Linked DNA regions of Capsicum annuum: region 2 is linked to region 1. A link is a contact called in public Hi-C data. All regions are on one chromosome and are shown on one strand. The core of a region is the stretch at or near the end of the contact, and the rest is flanking DNA. Distances in the headings are between cores, read along the strand shown. Region 1 holds the start of LOC107870907. Region 2 holds the start of LOC107870906 (dnaJ protein homolog).

Region 1 (3,806 bases), core at 951-3,450:
TGTTTACTGCTTTGATACATTGGTGTCTCCTTACAACAAGGAACAACCTCCGTCGTTGTTGCCGTTAATATCTCCCATCCATTGGGGTTTAGCGCCAACACCATTAACGGCGAGCTTTAAGCTCGGCCAAACCATCAGCCTCTTGGCCGGAAAAATGGAGAAAGGTGATGGTTTGTGGTGGACTGGTGGTGGTGTGACATGACACCGAAAAAATATTTTTCATTAATTTTTTTAATATTATAAATTTTCTTTTTTTACAAAATAAATTATTAATAAAATTTAAAGTAAAAAGTTAAAAGTAAAAAAAGAATGATGTTGAGGTGGCATTCACCTCATCTAAATGTCGTGTCACATGACTCTCATCTTGCCATGGTAGATAAGTATTAAAACGGGGGTATTTTTAATAACTTTGCTAATAACAGGAGTATATTTAACTCATAGTATAACTAAGAATAAATTTAGTCAATTTATCAAAATAGAGGGATATTTTTTATCCTTTTCTCAATAATAAATGGTGAATAAAATATCCACTTAGTCACCATTACAGAAGTTCCATCGCAGTCTCTCGTGTGACTCATGACTTCTGCTATCTTTATTTGTCCAAAATATTTATTGGCATATTTTCTTAATTAATATAAATAAAATATTTTATTATATCATTCTTTAAATATGCTTTTTCATCCTAATTTATATGTTATTTTTTATTTTTGTGATTTACATAAATTTATTTTTGATTCATTAGTTTTTTTCTATATTTTAAATTGTTAATTATTATATCTCATAATATATATTACCTAATTTCTAAATATTTAAATTTCATTTTAAAAAATTTAAAAATTTAATGTCTAAATTTAAATTATTTGACTTTTGAAAAGTAAATAATATCACATAAAATAAAATAATAAAGTATAAATTTAATTAACAATAAACTAATAAATTTTTTAAATCTATTCTCACTGAAAAGTCTTAACTTTTTTTTTTTTTGGTTTCCCAAGGTATTTCCACAACCGGCAGCCGTAACACTAATCCTTCATTTTATGATCAGCGCACTAAGCGATAGAAAACTGACTACAGAGTTTTCTTCATTCACCAGAGGTGGGGATCGAACCCCAACTTTTTACTTAAAGAATGAGATGCTGAACCACCACACCAGTCCTCGTAATTTTTTCTCTTTTATTTCACTCACTCGCAGCGTCAGAATAAAAAATGAAACAAATGACCGCCTCTTTTACTTTTTAAATCGAACAACTAAAATTAAGTATATATTTGTAAGGGAAAAGGGTCAAATATGCTCCTAAACATTGCAAAAAGGTTTAAATATGCCCTCCGTTACAAGTTTGGTCCAAATATGCCCTCGCCGTTAAAGTTTAAGAGCAAATATGCCCCTGAACTTTGCGAAAAGGTCCAAATATGTCCTCCTTTATAAGTTTGGTCTAAATATGCCCTCGATGTTAAAGTTTAAGAGCAAATATACCCCTCAAACCGTTAAGTGCTTTGCTGGAAATTTGCAAATCCCTTTTTTCTATTTCTTTTTAATTTTTAATGGCTACGTAAGTAAATAATTGTTACGTCACAAAAATTAAATTCACCCAATTCTTTTATACCCTGACCCGGAGCAAGATATGACCCAAGACCCCTTTTACCCTCAATAATACCCTAACTCATTTCACTTTATCTTCTACATAATAACTTAGTCGGGGCTTAGTCTATCCTGGATGTGAGTAAATCAATACACAAAGCAGATTGTGTTGTTTCTGACAAATTTTCTCCACAAAACCTCAGGTAATTTTACTCACAATTATGTAGACTAAGTCAGAAACAACGCAATCTATTTTGCATATTGATTTACTCACATCCACGGTAGACTAAGCTCCGACTAAGTTACTGCATAGAAGATAAAGTGAAATGGGTTAAGGTATTATTGAGGATAAAAGGGGTCTTGAGTCGGATTAAGGTCGGGTCAGGATATAAAAGAATTGAGTGAATTTAATTTTTGTGACTTGACAATTATTTGCTTACGTGGCCATTAAAAAATTAAAAAAAAAAGAAAAAAAGAATAATTTGTAAATTTTCAGCAAAGCAGTTAATGGTTTGAGGGGTATATTTACTTCTAAACTTTAACATTAAGGGTATATTTGGACCAAACTTGTAATGGAGAGCATATTTGGACCTTTCCGCAAAATTTAGGGGCATATTTACTCCTAAACTTTGACGGCAAAGATATATTTGAACCAAACTTATAACGGAAAACATATTTAAACCTTTTCACAAAGTTTAGGGGTATATGAGAGATTATAAAAGTTTGTCAAACTTTCTTCTTCCATCGACTTTCTAGGAACCTTCAACAAGACAGAGAAAAAAATCCCAACTTCATTTCTCACACTTTCATTACATCGAAATTGACCTGCATTATACATTATCTATATAAATTGTCCTAATCTTCATCGCACTAAATAAAAAAAAAAAAATACAATAACAATAACAATATCTTCCTAGCAATTATGGCGACGCAAAAATATCAAAACGTCGTCGTAATGAGGCACGGTGATCGTCTAGATAACTTTGAAGAATTATGGGTAATGAAAGCCGAAAGGCCGTGGGACCCACCACTGCATCAAGATGGTAAGATCCGTGCATTTTGTACGGGTCAAAAGATCCGATCCAATATGGATTTGAAAATCCATCGGGTTTTTGTTTCGCCGTTTTTGAGATGTGTGCAGACAGCTGCTGAGGTTGTACGTGCTCTTTGTGATGTTGCGGAACGTAATGGGGAATCGAATTTGTTGTCATCCAACTCTGATTCTGTTATCATTGATCCGTCTAAAGTCAAAGTACGTTTTCTATTTCTTTACGTATCTTTTATTTTGTTTTGAGTTTATGAGTTGCGTGTATTTCATCAGTTTAATTTATTTGTATAATTTTAATTTGACACGATTTTTAAGAAAATATAAAATATTTTTGAGTTATATGATTTTAAATTAAATTATTTGGCCCAAAGCTAGGTTTTTAATTGATGAGTTTGGTATAAACTATATACTCCTTCAGTCTCTTTGTCCTTTTTTTTAAAATTTATTTATCTGATTTTGAAGAACGAAGATTAAGAAGTTTTGATAAAGTAATTTAATTTATCATGTGTTTTAAATTGAATAATGTGACACCCAGAAGTGCTAGAATTTTGAGTCTATGAGTTCCGTATAAACTATATACTCCCTCAGTTTTAACTCATTTGTCTGATTTTGAATTGACACGGACACGGAGCTTAGTAAAATAAAAGATATTTTTGAATCATGTGTTTTTAAATTGAATTCTGGGCAGTGTCATCGAAGGCGTGCTTTAAGCCCTGAAGCGCGGCTCAACATGTGTTGAGCGCTTTGCCTCGCTTTAGTCATCAATGTTCTAAGACAGTTTTCATTTCCAATGAGCCTATTCTGAAGTGGCAACACTAAATCATTGATATTTCACTTATATTTTTTTTTCAATTTCTTTCTTCATATATTTGTCTTTCATATATTTGTCTTTCATGCGTATAATTATTCGTTTGGGACAAAACATATATACATATTTGTATCTTTTGTCTTTAAATCCCACACTTTATTTGGGCTTTGTGCTTAAAGGCCCGACAAACGTTGTAGCTTTTTTGTGCTTTTTAGCTTTTGGTAACTGTGGCACTCAAACGCAAAGCTATTTTGAGTTTATGAGTTTTGAATTCTAAAAAAGAGAATTAACAGAGTTTATAAACTATGTGTGTGTGTGTATGAATTTTTAAGTGCAAATACTGCTGGATTTGAGCCAAAGTTATTGGTTTA
Region 2 (3,806 bases), core at 858-3,357, 230 kb before region 1:
CCTCCTACTATCTTAGTATATCTATTAAACCAGTCATATCTGAAAGCTTTGTTGTTGTTGTTTTGTTTGATAACTGTTGCACCCACAAGCTTGCAAGCACCTCGACTAATTCAATGGGATACTTGACACCTCCCACCAGCAAAGGTACCAGGTACCAAGTAATTCTACCACGCATCTCAACTAATTCTACACAGTACCCACCACCTCCAATCAGCAGCAGGTACTAGGTAATTCTATCCACGAGACTAGAACAGATGAAAAGAAATCACTCAACGTTTTGTCACAGCTGGAATTTGAACCTAATACCTCATGATGCTCAATCCATTTCACTGAACACTAGACAACACCCTTGGGTGCCAAACAACAAATTAATTCTTTTTAATGGTGCCAGCACCTTTTTGGAATTAGTATTTAAATATCCCAACAAACTTAACAAACTTTTCAAGATTCTAAATTCCCTATAAGTTCACCAAGACCTCTTCATTATTCTAATGCCACTTACCTTTCCACTATGAGATGCCAACAAGATGCAAAGAATCAAACTTTACAGCCGTAACTACACAGAGAAACTTCCAATCCAAATTTTCACACGAGTAATGGAGGAGAGGAGGGGAGGCAGCACGTTACACTAAGCTCCTACTATGGTCCGAACCACAAAGGTCTATTCAGAGGCGGATCTAGAATTTTAAGCTTGTGGGTTCCTTGACCAAAATAAAAATCCAAAAGAAAGTGACAGATGGGGTTAGAACCCACAACCAAGAGGGCAACAATGCTCCAGTAAGCACCTTCTTTGCCACTAGACCAATAGCACACTTCATTGTGGGTTACCAACTTATAATTTTTATATATTTACTACATTTCTCAATATAAATACAAGATCCGCACGAAAGTTACTGGGTTCCCACCTTACCCCTAAATCCGCCCTGGGTATATTGTAGTTAGCCTTACCCTGCATTTCTACAAGAGGCTATTTTTACAGCTCAAACCCTGAGCAACAGGTAATTTTATCACTCACCTCAAATAATTCACGGGATACCTACCACCACCACCGCCCATCAACATCAGGTAGCAGCAGCAGCAACAGGTACCAAGTGATTCTATCCATCAAGACTAGACTTGATAGAAAGAAATTACTTAGTGTTTTGATTTTTCTGGAATATAAACCCGAGACGTCATGGTGCTCAACCCACTTCATTGACCACTAGGCCACACGCCAGACAACAAATTATTTCGTTTAATTGTGCCTGCACTTTTTAGGAGTTAGCATCTAAATATCCCAAAAAAAAATTCAAGCTCCAAAATTCCCTATTAAGTTCACCAACTTCGTTATTCTAATGTCACTTATCTTTCCGCTAATAAGATAGAAACAAGATGCAAAGAATCCAGCTTTACAGCTGAACTACACACAGAAACTATAATCCAAATTTTCACATACGAATAAGAAAATAAAAGGCAGCAAGCTGCACCAAGCTCTCGCTATAGAGAAGGTCTATCACAGTCTTTAGTCTTTACCTTACATTTCTGCAAGAAACTGTTTCTACGTCTCAAAACCCAAAACCCATGACCTCATGAAAGTAACTTTACCAGTTGCACCAATGAATAAAGAGGAAAAAGAAATTCACAATAATTGCAACAACTCCAAATCACCATAAGTCAAGAATAAAAAGGACAAGCAAATAAGACAGAGTGGAAAAAAAAAAAAAAAACCTACTTTACAGCTGAACTAGTAAAAAAGAGACCGAAAATTAATTTTTAAAAACATAAAGAAGTTAACATGCAATTCAAAAGACAACCAAGAATTAGATTTTCAAGAAAACAGCAATAAAAAAAAAGGACCAACGATTTGTAGCTACAGGAAGAAAAAGTACCTCGAAATTGAAAAGGGTTTTCTAAGAGAGTTTTATTACAGAGGAAAAATGAGGAGCAGCCTTTCTTTTTCTTATCTTATTGAACTTGCATACAAGGGGAAGAGGACATGTGTTTTCCTTCTTGTTCGAGGTTTTCGTTTGCATTTTTGGGCGGTGGCGTAACACAACATGCTGAGGAAAATGTTTGAGAAAATTATCAAAATGGTCCTTTATGTATTGAGGGATTACACAATTTTTGTACGGAATGTATATACTTGATGGATATGGTCCTTGCTTTATATATGTAAAAACTAGCGGCACATCGCACGTGAGCGCGGACGCAATATTTATATTTTTTTATTTTAATTTATATGATATATTTTACTTTTTAATTTATTTAAAAAAGAATGTCCTTCTTTTATTTTTAGAAATAATTTATTTTTACAATTTTTATTATTTATTAATGAAATATTTTATAACCACATAGTCTAAGGTTTATTTATAGCATGAATTTTAAAATAGCATTTCATTTTTTTCTATTCCATGCTTAATCAAATGGTGCCACATTAATTGAAATAAAATTTAAAATTTAATTTGTTTATTTATGTATTTTATGCTTCATTTATTTGTCCCTAGTAAAAATTGAATTTTGGATCATTCAGATCTTAGCTCGAAACTATGTATTTAATTTTTTGTTTTAATCTAATCATTTAGACCAATTAATTCATTACAAAAAAGAAAATGATTCTGAACTCTATTCATTATCAAACCAAAAAGATAATTTTAAAAAATGTTATAGATATGATCTTTTATCATATAAATCGATTAATTATGAAAATAAAAGTTACTCATTTATTTCTAGATTACCCTTTCAAGTAAATAAGAACTTCGAAATTTCTTATAATTCCAACACGGTCAATAAATATATTATTCCTATACTCCTTTTTTGACACAGATATTACTATTGTAAAATACTTCATCCAACCATTGTTAATTTATCATTTTGTATCTATTTTAACTTTGTTATTGAATATTGTTTATTATATAATACTTATTAAATAATTTATAATAACTAATTAGAAGTGATATAGTAAAATTACTATAAAAAATAACTGTGAAAAAAATTTAATTGGGCCACATATAAGTTCTCAAGTTAATTTAAAACATTTACAGTTAACTTATCATTTTGTGTTTATTTTACTCTTTTTTATAAAATATTATTAACTTTCTAATGCTTAGATGATCTATAATAATTAACTAAGGGTGATATAGTAAAATTACGATTAAAGCAGTGAAGCAGTCATATCTTGAATAACTTATAATAACTAATTAGAAGTGATATATAATAAAGTTACTATAAAAAATACTTGTGTAAAAATATTTCAGTTGACTTCATATAAGATGTCAAATTAATTATTAATTTAAATCATCAAGAGTTAATTTATTATTTTATACCTATTATATTTTTTTATTAAATATTATTAATTTTTAATAATTAAATGACTTATAATAATGAAGTATGGGTGATATAGTAAAATCAAGATTGAAGTAGCTGAAGCAGACATGTCATAAATGTCTATTTTATTTTTTATTAAATATTATTAATTTAATAATACGTAAATAATTTATAATAATTAGTTAGGAATGATATATTAAAACCACGGTTGAAGCAGACATATTGTCCATGAGTTGCCTCTTCAACAGCTTTATCCACACTTATATATTAAGAATAGATATATGACATATTTAGGAGACGTTTGACCATGAATATTATTCACAATATTTTGGAATACGTTTTCATAATATTTATATTTTTGAAAAACACTTGAGAAGGTGTTTTCACTTTTTTTGGATTCACTTTTAAATCTATTTAGTTTTTTTTTGTAAAAGTCTAATTTTCTTTATTTCATAAAGTAACTCAATTTTCATAAAAATCTAATTTTTTTAAATTTATTTTAC

Evidence for each region. Hi-C and Micro-C count contacts between places; a contact is called where the count stands out from the background.
Region 2: a contact with region 1 is called in a Hi-C map of leaf, with 2.6 times the contacts expected there. The contact joins the promoter of LOC107870906 here to the promoter of LOC107870907 in region 1. A contact is called at or near these places in 3 of 5 Hi-C or Micro-C datasets (bud, leaf and placenta).

The regions. Positions count from the first base shown.
Region 1 is chr5:161,959,956-161,963,761 of UCD10Xv1.1, reverse strand. LOC107870907 reads left to right here and starts at 2,200. Exons shown (of 4, transcript XM_016717602.2): 1 at 2,200-2,831. The coding sequence starts at 2,502.
Region 2 is chr5:162,190,734-162,194,539 of UCD10Xv1.1, reverse strand. LOC107870906 (dnaJ protein homolog) reads right to left here and starts at 2,107. Exons shown (of 8, transcript XM_016717600.2): 1 at 1,869-2,107.